Linked DNA regions of Mus musculus: all the other regions are linked to region 2. The links are chromatin contacts, called in public promoter capture Hi-C maps. All regions are on one chromosome and are shown on one strand. The core of a region is the stretch at or near the end of the contact, and the rest is flanking DNA. Distances in the headings are between cores, read along the strand shown. Region 1 holds the start of Alms1 (ALMS1, centrosome and basal body associated). Region 2 holds the start of Mob1a (MOB kinase activator 1A). Region 3 holds the start of Sfxn5 (sideroflexin 5).

Region 1 (4,875 bases), core at 729-3,228, 2.3 Mb after region 2:
CAAGCAAGCAGGCACACATGTGTTAATTCCTCTATTCTTGGCTGTGGATGTGGTGTGACCTGCTGTCTCGGTTTTCCAGTTGTGATGGACTGCAAATAGCGCGTGACTGTGAGCTAAAATAAACCCTTTTTGTTAGGTATTTAATCACAGTGACAGAAATGAGAGCAAATGGAAATTTAATGAATACTTAATTTTCCCTTCACTGGTTTATTATATATTTCTTTTATGTTTTCCTAAATTTTCTGGTCCTTTATCATATTTTTTGTATGTATTTATCTGCCCATCTATTTCCCCAATCACACAGATATACACACACTTATATACATATACATTTTTCTATATATGCTACGTATAATCATTTTTTGAAGCTGTTAATGGATTTCTTTAGCCATTGGTGGCAATGATTCATCCTACATGAGGGTTTGCCACCTGGTGTCAACTGAAAGTTACAGTGAGCCTCTCTCCTCCCACACAAACACCTGGAGGTGCCCTTCACTCTTTGCTTGTCTGAGGACCCCTAGTTGCTAGCTGGGAGAGGAAGTCAAGAGTTCTCCAGTAGGCAGACAGCTCTAGGAATCCCAGGGGAAGCCAGGACTCCAGTATTCTATTTGTTATCTCCTGGCCTGTCAGTTCAATCTGTACTCTGTTGCTCTCTCTTGACAGTGTTCGCTGAGCAGCTCCTTAAATGCCAGAGGCTGTTCCAGACACTAGGCACAGTGTTGTGGCTTCTTCTGGGGAGACATGGACAAATGTCTCTCTGTGATGGTTTGAATTAGAAATGATTCGTTTCACAGTTGGTTTAAGAGGTACAGCGTTGCTACTGGAAGCCTGTTGGGCAGGATGGAGGGTCATGTGCTTTTACCTGCTAAGCCATGCTGCCTGCCCTCTTTTAAAGACTTTTTTTTTTTTTTTTTTTTTGTGGCAGTCTGTCTATGTCACCCTGGGTGTCTTGAAACTCCCTATGTAGGCCAGGCTGGCTTTGAACTCAGAGATCTACCTGCCTTTTCGTCTCAAGTGCTGAGAATAAAGGCGTGTACTACCTGATCCAGCTACCTTTATACTATTGTGTGTGCACTCAGTAAAGACAATTTAGGGGAGTTAGTTCTTGCCTTCCACTTTTATGTGAGTTCTGGGAATCAAACTCCAGTTTGTGGTGTAGATGCCTTACTGGTGGAGCCATCTCTTCAGCCCTGAGGGTGTGTGTGTGTGGTTTCTTTCTTTTCGTTTTTTAAAAAAAAGATTTATTTATTTTATTATTTATTTATTTATTAATATTTCTGGGTTTTTTTTCAAGACAGGGTTTCTTTGTGTAGCTCTGGCTGTCTTAGAACTCAGAAATTCGCCTGCCTCTGCCTCCCAAGTGCTGGGATTAAAGGCGTGCGCCACCACCTTCTTTTATTTTATGCATGAGTACACTCCCATTGCTCTCTTCAGAGACACCAGAAGAGGGCACCAGACTCCATTACAGATGGTTGTGAGCCACCATGTGGTTGCTGGGAATTGAACTCAGGAATTGAATCCGTGAGCCATCTCTCCAGGCCGGGGTTGGTTTCTTAACCTCGTTTTATAGGCGCTTCTCACACAGTTGCTTGTGGTTTAGTCAGATCCCAACTATCTCTCCTCTCTTCCCTCTCTCTCTCTCTCTCTCTCTCTCTCTCTCTCTCTCTCTCTCTCCCTCTCTCTCTTAACTATTCACTCATCCCATTAGATTCACTACTGCTAGGTAGACTGGCACTAACCTTAAAATTTGTAACTTGCGAACGTGACTATTATTGGTTTATTCTAGGGCAAGAGATAAAAAATCATGGGTGACTTTGTGCAGGACCCCTAGCGTCCCCAAAGCCCGGACTAGGTTTATTGTGAGCATACGGTACTGTGAGCGAGGTCTAGTGACGCTCTTCTGCGGCTTTCCCGCGCTCCCCGCGGGGCGTCCCTAGCAACGCGCGGGCTGGTTCTCAGCTCCGCCCCGCGTGAGGCAGTGAGGGCAGGTGCGCCTGCGCGCAGCCGCAACCGCCAGTCAACTCGCTTCCCCTCCCTTCCTCGCCCCTCCCCCTCTCCTCCTCTTCCAAAGGCGCCTGGAGCGCGAGGCCAACATGGAGCCTGAGGACCTGCCGTGGCCTGACGAGCTGGAGGAGGAGGAGGAAGAAGAGGAGGAGGAGGGCGAGGAAGAGGAGGGGAAGAAAGAGGTGGAGAACGCCTCGGCGGCGGCGACCGAGGAGGCCCTGACCTCTGAGGAGAGTGGGAGACTGGAAGAGTTCGAAGAGGCGGGGCCCGACTTGGATTTTAACTACGAGTCCCAGCGGCAGGAGAGCTCGGACGAAGAGGAGGACGAGCTGGCTAAAGCCTGGCTGCAGGCTCACCCCGACCGTCCTGGCAGTGCTTTCTCTCTGCCCCCTCCCACGCCTCCGCCTCCGCCTCCGCCTCTGTCCCCGCGGCTCCGGTACACCCCAGTGGAGCATCTGGGCAAGACTGAGGTGAGAAGCGGCTCTGTAGCCCGGAGCTGGGCTGTGGGGAGGAGCGGGGCTGAGGCCAAGCGACTGTAGAGATGCTTGAGCTACTGAACTGGGTCCAGGATATCGGGACCTACGCGCTGCGGGTCGCCTTGCTTATGGACTGTACACCTTGCTTGTGGGGCTGGCAGGTTCTTTGTAGTCTTAGGTTCTTCCTGACATTGACAGCTCCGTGTTTCCTGCGCCTCTCAGTGGATCCGTTTTTTTTTTTTTTTCGTTTTGTTTTGTTTGTTTGTTTTTGTTTTTAAAGTAGGGCAGATAAGACAGATGGCGCTGGGAGCCGGTACTCCCAGAGCGAGCAGTTAGAAAGGCTTCTTTGGCAGGAGGTGGGAGCTGGGGAGGGAGTCTAGGGAATAGCTAACTGGTGGAGAGACGTTTAGCATTTAACACCTTAGTTTTATTGAAGTGCAAGAAACATCCCCCCCTCACCCCCCCCCCCCCACTAGGAATTATTGTTGGTTAAGTATTCTGCGTGAGCTTTTGTGTGTCTTCCCGCCCATTGTGTGTCTTTGCACTTGTAGCAATTAATAGGTTCCTAGCCAGTGGCAGGAACTTGGAATGAAAGAAAGCTTGTGAGGCAGCTCTGGTCTGGAAAATTAGAAAGCACCAAGTTAGGACCAAATAGAGGAAGAGCCAAGTTTACAGAGGTCCTACCAAGATCATTTTGAAACTAACCGTGCTATTAATGCTTTTTAACTATCAGGAACTGCGTTGTTGGTCAGTATGGTCACGTGTGGTTCTTTACATACGAATTAGTTTTAAGTAACACTAGAAAGGCTGGTGGTGTATTTAAGTGGTAGAGAGGTCTTGCCTAGTGTGTGCAAGGACTTGAGTTTTCAAGCCCTAGTATTGGGGAAGGGGAATGAATAAAATTAGGAATTCAGTGATCCTGTACACTTCTCAAGTGCTTAATAGACCTGCTTAGTGGCTGTCACGTTGGACAAAGCAATTGCAGAACAATTTCATTATCACAGTGATAGTATGGACTGTGATTGTCAAAAAGCAATACATGATGTTTGCTTGCTAGGTGGTATTAAATTCATTCAGCTTATACTTTAAGTGTTTACCTTGTACTTGATACTAAGGAAATCATGGTGAACTAAACTGCTGCCTTCCTAGTGTTCCCATTCTAAAGAGGGAGGCAGATAAAATTCACATGATCTCATAAGTAAAACTGCTATATACAAAAATGCATGCATAAAAAAAATGAATGCATGAAATAGGTAACCTGGACTTGTCAGTGAGGTTGGGGAGTTACCTTGAAGACTGCAAGGCTAGTAAACAAGGGGTTAAACAAAGCATAGATAAAACAAGGCACTGTTGGTTAGCAAGAGTGTGACTTTTTCACATTTTACATTTGTTTTTTATTTTTTATTTTATAGGGTTAGGATTGAACCCGGGCCTTTAAGCAAGCTAGGCAAACATTGTACTTACTGCTGGACCACATCATTTAAAGCATGACATTTTCAAGAAAAAGAAGGCCATCGAGTTGAGTCTGGACTATAAGGCTTTATGTGTTATGCCAGGCATTTTGAGGCTTTATCTCTGGAGTTTTGGGAAGTCAATAAAGAAGTTTGTGATCAGATTTGTATTCCAGCAAGAAAATTAATAGTGTAGCTAGCTGTGCTAGCAAGGGGGATTCGAGCAGCCTGACTAAGTGAAGGACAGTAATTAGAGGACCCGGGCAATGCTGTCAGGCAAAAAGGGTTTTAGAACAAGGAAGTGAGCAGGGTGTGGTGTCGTATACTTTTTAATTCCAGCATTTAGAGCAATGGTTCCCAACCTTCCTAATGCGACTCTTTTCTATCTCATGTTGTGGTGACCCTGAACCATAAAATCACTTCATAGCTGTAATTTTGCTACTGTCATAAATCCTAAAGTAAATGCAGGATATGCAACCCCCAAGGGGTAGAGGCCCATAGGTTGGGAACCTCCGATTCATAGGCAAAGGCAGGTGGGTCTGGAGTTCCAGGCCAGCTTGGTTTACATAGAATGGGGAAATTGATGGGAATAGGAGAAATAGGTTGTTTCGAGATGTTTGTCATGCCAGAAACAGGGTTGATGGGCTGGTGACATGGTGCTGTGAATGAATTCACAAGCCAAAAGGGCAGAAATAGAAAGTTTAGGTTCTTTAGTGGGGAGCTTTTCTGGCACTGTTCAAGTGTCATGGTGCTGCTCTCTGGTTGCTTAGGTCTTGTCTGGTGCGACTCCTTGTGCATTTCTTTTCTTTCTCTTTTTGTTTTCTTATGACTGTGCAGTTGAAGGTATGAGTCACAGGGGGTCAAATTTCTGATGGTCTAGTGCGCTCATTAAAGAGTGGAGACAGTGATTTCAGTATGTTCTGAGACAGGCTGCAGCCAGGGCC
Region 2 (4,536 bases), core at 439-2,938:
TGCCTGTCTCTGCCTCCCGAGTGCTGGGATTAAAGGCGTGCACCACCACACCCAGCATTTTTTTCCTTTTTAAAAGAAGATTTTTTTTTATTTTATAAGTGTTTTGCCAGCTTACATGCATGTGACATGCATGTATGCCTGATGCCCGTGGAGGTCAGAAGAGAGTGTTAGATGCTCTGGAAATGAAGTTACAGATAGTTACAGACAGTGTGCATGCTGGACCCTGAACTCAGGTACTATACTATACAGGTATTAAGTGCTCTTAATCAAGCCTCTCACATCATATTTTTATAGTTATATACATATATATATATATGTGTGTGTATACATATAATGTCATATATGTATACACACATATACATATATATATATATATACATACACACACATACATACACACACACATATAATTTTTGAGAGTCTTTCTATGTAGTCATGGCTGTCCTAGAACATGCTATGCAGACCAAGCTGGCCATGAACTCACAAAGACCCATCTGCCTCTACCTCCCAGTGCTGGGATTAAAGAAGCTGTGTATCATCATGCTTGTCCTGACTTGATATAAACATAAGGACACAGACTCAAACCTTAATAATATGTTATTTAAAAATATACTTATGAAAAAAATAAACAAATAAAAGGACAAGAGGCAGAGGCAGGAAGATATCTGTTAGTTCGAGGCCAGCCTGATCTACAAAACAAGTTCCAGGACAGCAGGACTACATAGAGACCCTGTCTCAAAAAACCAGGAAAACAAACAAACAAAAAAAACCAACAAAAAACAAAACCAAAAACAAACAAACAAAAGATTCAAAAAATATATCAAGGCACATACTCTAAATCACATACAAATTTACAGAAGTTAGTGAAAAAAAGGAAAGAAAGAAAAGAAAAAGCTTACTGAATAATCCTGATAACCTAGGCTGCCCCCCCCCCCATCAAGGTAGAAAAGGAGAACCAGCTACTACTACATACCACACTAATAAATACAAATGTATAAAAGGTGGTTTAAAAAGTTAATAGAAGGAGGCAGGTGGTAGCTCAAGCCTGTAATTCCCGCACCTGGGAAGCAGACGCAGGACGGTCAGGAGGTCAGGGTCATCCTTGGCGACATAGTAAACTTTAAACCAGCCTGGGCAGCCTGGAACACCTGAGATCCTGTCTCAACCAAGGAACAACACGCAAACAAACAGGAACCCAAAAGTTGATAAAATAAAATTGATGACATTAATGTGACAGGTGGCATTCAAATGGTTTTAAACCACCGGCAAAATACTGGATCTTTGCCACTGCGCATCTGCAGTTTCATTTATTTCCACAGGTTTTTTTTCTCCCCCCTCTTTTCTTCATTCTACCATAGTGTCACCTGGTGTCAACATATCCTCCCACACGGAACATGCACATGGACATTCATAGCAGCGTTACAGTGTGTGTGTAGAAACCTCCCAGGTGTCCATCAACAGGCGAGGTGGCCAGAATAGCATTCCTTTAGGAGAAGACATCAAGTTTTTCTAAATAGCGAAACAGTCACCAAGTAGCGCTGGCAGACGTCCCTCGGCCACGGAACAGTTGACAGCGGCGCCTAGTTGGCCCCATTTCCCTCCCGTGCCCACAGAATACTGATTGGCTGAGCTCAGGAAGGGGCAGGGTGAAGCTCAGCGGGACGGGAAGAAGCCCGGTCTCGCGAGATCCTCTTGGTTCCGCATTTTGGCTCGCGGAGCTGTGGGAGGCAGCGCGGAGGAGCCCGCGGTCGGTGCTTGGTCGCGGCGGCTGGAACTCGGTACCAAACCCGGGCCGTGAAGCTTCGGCAGCCCTGTAGAGCCGCGGACCGTCCTCTGCCTCCCGGTGCCCGCGGCGGCGCCGAGTCTGACGGGGCGGGGGCCACGGCCCCTCGGGCTAGCGAGGATGAGCTTCCTCTTGTGAGTGGGCCGGGCCGGGCCGGGGCGGGGCGGGTGTCGGTCGGCAGGGCCGGGCCGAGGGGCCAAGCGGAGGGCGGAGCCCGACCTAGGGCTGCTCCGGGCCTGCCGCCCCGGGATCGGCTAGCGCAGGAAAATGTGCAGTGCCTCGGTGACCAGACCAGGCTGAGAAAGAAAGGCGCAGGTTCTCAGTGGCTTCCCACAGGTTTGCATTTGGGAAGAGGGCATTGCTCCTTCCAATGTGACTTTTCTCTTAGCCCAGGCGGGGCTTGAACCTGGACTCCTCCTGCCTCTGCTTTCCCAAGGAGCCAGGATACAGCCTCGGCCACTAGGACAGGCCTCCTTTAAATGTGGGGGTTTTGTTTTGAGAAATGGTCTTGCTATGTAGCCCAGGCTGGCCTCGAGCCCTCTTAGATGTTGGGATTAAAGGTGGGTGCTTTCATCTCGGCCCACATGTGAATTTTTTTTAAGGTTTTTATTTTTTTTGAGAACTTAATAGATGCGTATTTTCATTTCTAACTCCTCCAGTGCCCTCTCATCTCCCATTCAAATTCATGTTCTCTTATCTATATTCTATATTACGTCTATACAACATACATACGTAATGGATCCAGTTAGTGTCGTCTGTATGTACTTGGGTGTAGAGCTGACTATTTCATTATGAGTCTATTTGAGCTTGTCCCTGAAAAACCTGACTCTTCTTGTGGACTGTCCATAGCTCTTCAGCCAGGTGAGGTAAATGGAAGTTTTTATTTATAACTTAAACCGATGGACAGTTTTTCCCACTCTTTGGCTATTCTGAATAACGCTGCTGTGAGCAGCTGGTTATAGGTTTTTGGGTATGTGTGTGTGATGGTATCTCCTGGGTCTTAGTGAGGTTTTTGCATGTTAGCCTTTGAGGCACTGCCAAGCCTTCTAAAGCCTGCACTGCATTTAACATCCCATTCTCATTGTATTGAGTTTTCAGAATTCTTCAGTTCACACCTGCCTGGTAATTACCACTGATAGATCTGAGGGTGAAGTGGAATTTATTGATTTACATTCTCCCAATGACCAGCAATGTTAAGCATCGTTTGTGTGTGTGTGTGTGTGTGTGTGTGTGTGTCTGTGTCTGTATTTTGTGTTTTCAGACTATTTGTGGATAGAGTTTATTGAGATCCTTTTCCTATTTTAAAATCAGATTGTTCTTTATTTTGTTAGCATCTGTTAATTGTACAAATTAATGGGTTTCACTGTGACATTTCCACGTGTGTATATGGTGCAGTGGTTGTGTCCGTCTGACTTTTTGGTTTCAGTTGTAAGAATTCTTTATGTATTTTGGATATGAGTGTCTCATTACATCTGTGACTTCTTCCATCCTCAGCGTTATTTTAACTGTTTTGATGGCATCATTAGAAGAATGTAAGTGTATTTTTCAAAGATTTATTTAGTTATTTAGTTTTTTTTTTTTTTTTTTTTTTTTTTTTTTGCTTGTTTGGTTTTTTTTTTTTTTTGAGATAGGGTTTCACAATGTAGCTCTGGCTGTCCTGGAGCTAACTATGTAAACCAGGCTGACCTCCCAGAGATCTGCCTCGCTCTCCCTCCAGAGTGCTGGGATTAAAGATGTATACCAGTATACCCAGTTTAGGATTTACTTTCATTTTATGAGTATGAGTGTTTTGCTTGTATGTATGTATGTATGTATGTATACCATGTACATCCAGTACCCACGGATGCCAGAAGAGGGCATCAAATCCCATGGGACTGGAGTTGTGGATGGTTGTGAGCCACCATGTGGGTGCTGGGAGCTGTATACCCCAGTCCTCTGCAAGAACAGCAAGTGTTCTTAACTACTGAGCCATCTCTTCAGCCCTTGAAGCACAAACCTCAATTTATCATATGAAGATCTTATTGAATCTTAAGAAATCATTTAATGTTAATTTTCCATATTCAGTTTCCTGTTATTCAGTTTCCTGTCTCCATGTGTTCCTGGGGTGATCCTTCTAATGTATATAGTTCTTTATAAAGTATGATATTTAGTCTAGTACTTTCATAATTTTTTACTTTTTACACTATTTAAAATTTACTTTCACAGGTAAGGTGTAAGTCCACGAGTCTGTTCCCTTCCCCTTTTAGATGTTGTCACAATTCTGATATGTCTTATTTTAATGCTTTTTCTGTTTTGTTGTTGTTTGTGCTTTCTATGGGTTACCAAAATAGACTTTGCTCTAATTTGGTTCTGTAATGTGTTCAGCTATGCTTTGACTATATATACCACATTACCTATTTTTACTGCACAGCATCCCATGATGTGGATATACACTCCATATCTACGAGTGCATGGAAGGAGTAGATTTGCATTGTTAAGATGTTGCTATAACAAGCACTAGAATCTACAGTGTGTCCTCCCCCACACGAACTGCTTGGTTAAATGCTCTGGTAGATGGGGATAATAGATTGTCCTATGCAACAACTTGTGTGTTGCTCCTGCACTAACACTTTTAAATTTTTACTTGTTTGTTTCATATATGTAGATCTGTGAGTGTGGAGTAGGCACACACTGTGTGATGCTGTGTCCTGATACACAGAGCATCATAGAAGAGGGCATTGGGGGCCTCCTATCACTTTTTGCCTCTTCTTTAA
Region 3 (4,357 bases), core at 1,443-3,942, 2.0 Mb after region 2:
GCTTGTAGCTCAATTTCATTCAATTTCACAAACCCCATAGGAGACCCCAGCCCCACTCATTCACAAAGCTCTGAGACACACCTCATCCATCCAGACAATCTGTTAATGTGATAACCTAACCTAACAACACCGAGAGAAGGTAGGCACAGTCCCTGATCCCATATGATGGAATGGAAGAAACATGGTAACAAATAAGCCAAGGGTGTGAGGCTCCTTCGAGGAAATGATGATTTGTGGATAACGTAGGGATGAAGAGGTGCTCAAAAAGAATTGAGAGCAAGAGACAAGACATGTTCCAGTGGGTAGCCCAGGCATGGGAAAGAACAGGATAAGCCCGAGGGTTAAAAACTGCTAGAATGGTGTAAAGAAGGGGGTGAGTGGGGAGTCAAATGTTAAGGAGTGGGCCCTGAAAAACTTTGGGTCCCTTCAGATGTGAGGTCTAAATCTCACAAATAGAGGAAAGCAGTGCAGGCTGTTAAAGACTGCTGCATGGATGGGAATCACCTGATCAGACCTGCACTGTTGGGACTCTGCCATAGAGGAAAAGGAGGAGCTGGGAGACGGCCAGAGCAGGACTGGAAACCCAGGAACCTGTCGGAGGTTCCCATGTCGGCCAAAAAAATAAACGTGTGGACTGGGTTAGCCTTGGAGAGGGAGGCTAGGAGAGCTGTGGGGGAGAAGGGGAGGACTGGGAGTAGCAGAGATGAATGGAGGCTTAAGACTCTAGTTCTTGGGTGGCAGGCTGAGCTGTTTGCAGAGGGAGGAGCAGGTGTGGAAGAAACAGACGTTCTCAGCACCGGTGACTCAGACCTGCTCAGCACCCTTTCTTATCAGACCACTAGGATGCCAACATTGGAGGCCTCTGCAGAGGCCACTGCATACTCCACAGATGTGAACAGCTGCAGAAACTAATCCTCCCCAAACACACTCCACAAGAGTGAAGAGCCCAGGGCAGGAAGCCAATACAAGGTACTCAGTAAATGTTGGGTAGATGGATGACCCATGAGCCATCCAGATTCCAGATACCAGACACCAGACATTGGGGGAAAAGCCCTTACTCAGTTCGTGTTATTAAAAACCCAATTGCCTGGGGTAAGATCAACAACCACTTTTTATCCGGAAAAGGACCTAGGGAATACTTTGGAAGAGTAATCTGCATCTGCGAGGCTCCCACTGGGGGGTTCAGAGCGGAGTTTGGCGTTCTTGATAGGACAACTGGGGTGGGGGTTCCAAAGACAGCAAGTGTTTCCCAGTCGGGAGTGCAGGCTTACTTAAGGATGCGTAGAATGGGGGTGGGGACAAATGGAGGATCACTCAAGGTTAGGCACAAACACCCCTGACAGCGTCTCAATATTTGGTGGCATTTTACACTAGCTGGGACATTAAGTCTCTCCAGATTCCTCCATGCAGAGACATGTCTATTTTTGAAAGAAAACAAGTCCTATTTTAAAAAACTCTAGGGACGTATTCTCAGAAAGCTTAGTTCGACGAAGTTGGGGGGGGGGCTGAATTCGGAACCATTCTCACTTCTAAACCCAGCCACATCCCACCTTTGTAGCATTTTCTTTCTTCCTTCAAAGTTTTCTCTAGCACATCTGCTGTCCCCACTCCTGGCAAGCCCAGGGTCACTTCAGCTCTGGAAGCAGTCTGAGGGTCTGCGGCGTAATAACTAAGCTCCCATGCTCCTGGCTCACAGACCTGGACCTCCGGTTCCATGGCCGAGTTAGTGATACCCGGGTTTCTTGGGTTGGCGTGTCCCCAAGTAAGGTTAATCATAGTCACGGTGCACCCTGAAGAGCCCAAGCGGGTGTGGATGGGGGCCAGCGCTGCGCAGCGGCCGGGAGCAGCGCAAGTAGGACTGGGGCGCACTTGGGACCCTTGGGAGGAGAGCTCAGCTTCGGAGAATGACACAGCGTTTCCCCGCACCGGGCTCTCTCCGCGTTGTCCCAGCCGCATCCCCGCAGAACGCACTAGCTGTCCGGCTGGTCTCATCACTGAAGCCCCAGGCCCCCGGACAGAGATCAGGTCGCTGTACCGGTGCACGCGGTCCCATCCTAGGGCACACGCAGCACCTTGCTGGAGGTTGAGGAACCGGAGCATGACCATGGGGCGTGCCCAGGGAGTTTTGCCCGGAGACTGTCCCGCAGCTCACAAGAAAGGTCAGTCCCACTCGGGGAGAAGTTGAGGAGCATACCGGCCACACCACCGGCCCATGCATCACAAGACGGGAACTTTGCGCCTAGGGCGCATTTGCCAGAGCGACCCCTTCAGAGCCGCTCGGACCCTGGACCGCGACCCGCGTGGCCAATCATCGAGCGACTAGGACGGGGGCTGTGCCAGGGCGCGGGCATCCGCGGAATGACTGTGCCACCCGCCAATAGGAAACCAGAGAGGGAGACCTCGCCCATCCTGTTGCCCAATAGGAAAGGAGCGGCTACAGCCAAGGTCCCCGCACTAGCTGTAGGCTCTGGTGGCCGCGGGTTGGAGACCCTCGAGCTGAAGTGACTTTGCAAGAGATTTGGCTCCGTGCCCTTCCCTGTGTCTCCCTTCCACCCGCTCGTCGCATCCCGAACCTCACCTGCTGGAAGCGGGGCTTGCCCAGCTGGAAAGGGGGCGCATCTGTGGAGGCGTTCGGGGCACTGGCCGCCGCGGACGCCGCTGAGGCTGTGGTTGCTGTATCCGCCATGGCCACTGACGCCCGCAATCTCCAGCCCTTTTAAAATGTCCCTCCTCGGCCCCCGCCACAGTTGCCTCTCCCGATTGGCCGTGAGCAACCGCAGCGAACCGGGCGCGCAGGGGCTTCTGGGGAGTGTAGTTTTCCCCTGCTCTGAGCCTGACAACCTCAGACTGCAGAGAGTTGCACCCACGCAGACCTGGTCTTAGTTCCTACCGCTAAAGCAGCAGGCGTTTGCAGTCCTGAGAATGTATGCAAATGCATGTGCGGATATACGTGTAGGCCTGAGTCTTAGGACAAGGAACCCCTACAAACGCGGACACGACCCGGGATCAGACAAGCAAGGACTCCAGGCAGAGTGGGGTTAATTCGGATGGCCTTCAGCAAGGAGTCGCACTGCGGGATTTTCCTACCGTTTCTTCTATCAAAATCCTGGCTCCAGCCATTCTGCCACTCTCTGAAACAAGCCATGCTCACGCTGCTGTGACCCTTTAACATTCTGCTCATTTTTATCATGGCCTGAGGCGATTCTTTTTATAGGTTCCGCATACGCGTTCATCCGTTCCATCAGCCTACTTCCACAAAAATCCGCTTCCGGATTTTGTACCACGCAGCACTCTCTTGCCTCCTTGCATGTAACTCAGGCTAGCCTGGAACTATGTAGCACAGGCTGGCCTCAAACTTGTGATCCTTCTTCCTCTGCCTCCCAAGTCCCAGGATTACAGGTGCCAGCCAGCAGACAAACCATGAGCTTAAATATCTTTCCTACTGTATGGTGGGGGAGGGGGATGGATAAATCTTCAGTGCAGATATAGGAAGGTTGACACTAGGTACTCAAATGCTTTGGGTGACTTAAATATCCAGAGCTTAAGCATCCTGAGACCCTACTTCTTTTGATCTAAGGAGGTTTGGTCCAAGCCTAATTACTGAGGACCAGCAACAGGGGTGCACCAGGAGCTGTAGAGAATACCAAGGTAATAAACACCTCACCCCCACCCCCTGCAGAATGGCACCAAATGGCAACTGCAGCCCCAGCTAAGTGGTGTGGTTATAAGCCACACTGGGCATGGAGAATGGGGAGTTGATGGTTTCACCCAGGACATAACTCCTTGACTCTAGGGGAGCCTCTGTCTCATGGTGGGATTCAGAGCTAACTTGGGGTTGCCCTCTTGTCCTTCTGGACACAGCATGAGCCATTGGTGGCCCAAGGGCTCATTCACTCACTGATAGCTGACCCACATGGAATAGAACTCACAAATGACCCAAAGAACAGTTCTTATTTTTGGTTTGTATCCTACCTTTCCTTACTGAACTCAGTGGCTTCAGGACAGAAATCACAAAACTTGCCCTCTTTATCCACTCCCCCCACCCCGCCAGGCCCAACACTCAGTAAATATGCCTGTGATCAGTGCCCGTGAGCACAGGCATCCTAGGCACACGGGCCATGAGGCAGTGTTGCCTGTGATTTCAGAGCGGTAGCTCTGTCACCTGAGAACCACACTGCCCTCTCCCACAGGCGGTCTCCTTTGTCCGCTCATTTCAAAACAAACACACAAGCTGGCTGCGGTACGTGATCTTTTTATTCTTCATAAAGTGCTCAAAACATGAAGAACAAGCTCTTTATAGACAGGAGTTTCAACTAGGAGGACAAAGGGCAGAGCAGAGCTGTGCCTGCTTGCTGCC

What was found. Promoter capture Hi-C pulls out the DNA fragments that hold promoters and counts their contacts.
Region 1: a promoter capture Hi-C map of pre-B cells shows a contact between it and region 2, with 3 times the contacts expected there. The contact joins the promoter of Alms1 here to the promoter of Mob1a in region 2. A contact is called at or near these places in 1 of 39 promoter capture datasets (pre-B cells) and 1 of 9 other capture datasets (adipose tissue).
Region 3: a contact with region 2 is called in a promoter capture Hi-C map of pre-B cells, with 2.8 times the contacts expected there. The contact joins the promoter of Sfxn5 here to the promoter of Mob1a in region 2. A contact is called at or near these places in 2 of 39 promoter capture datasets (liver and pre-B cells).

The regions. Positions count from the first base shown.
Region 1 is chr6:85,585,553-85,590,427 of GRCm38.p6, forward strand. It overlaps Alms1 (ALMS1, centrosome and basal body associated), which reads left to right and starts at 1,979. Exons shown (of 23, transcript NM_145223.2): 1 at 1,979-2,474. The coding sequence starts at 2,094.
Region 2 is chr6:83,324,351-83,328,886 of GRCm38.p6, forward strand. It overlaps Mob1a (MOB kinase activator 1A), which reads left to right and starts at 1,689. Exons shown (of 6, transcript NM_145571.2): 1 at 1,689-1,917. The coding sequence starts at 1,904. It also overlaps a transcript of Mthfd2 not described here.
Region 3 is chr6:85,330,730-85,335,086 of GRCm38.p6, forward strand. It overlaps Sfxn5 (sideroflexin 5), which reads right to left and starts at 2,693. Exons shown (of 14, transcript NM_178639.4): 1 at 2,579-2,693. The coding sequence starts at 2,686. Rab11fip5 (RAB11 family interacting protein 5 (class I)) reads right to left here. Exons shown (of 6, transcript NM_001003955.2): 6 at 4,233-4,357.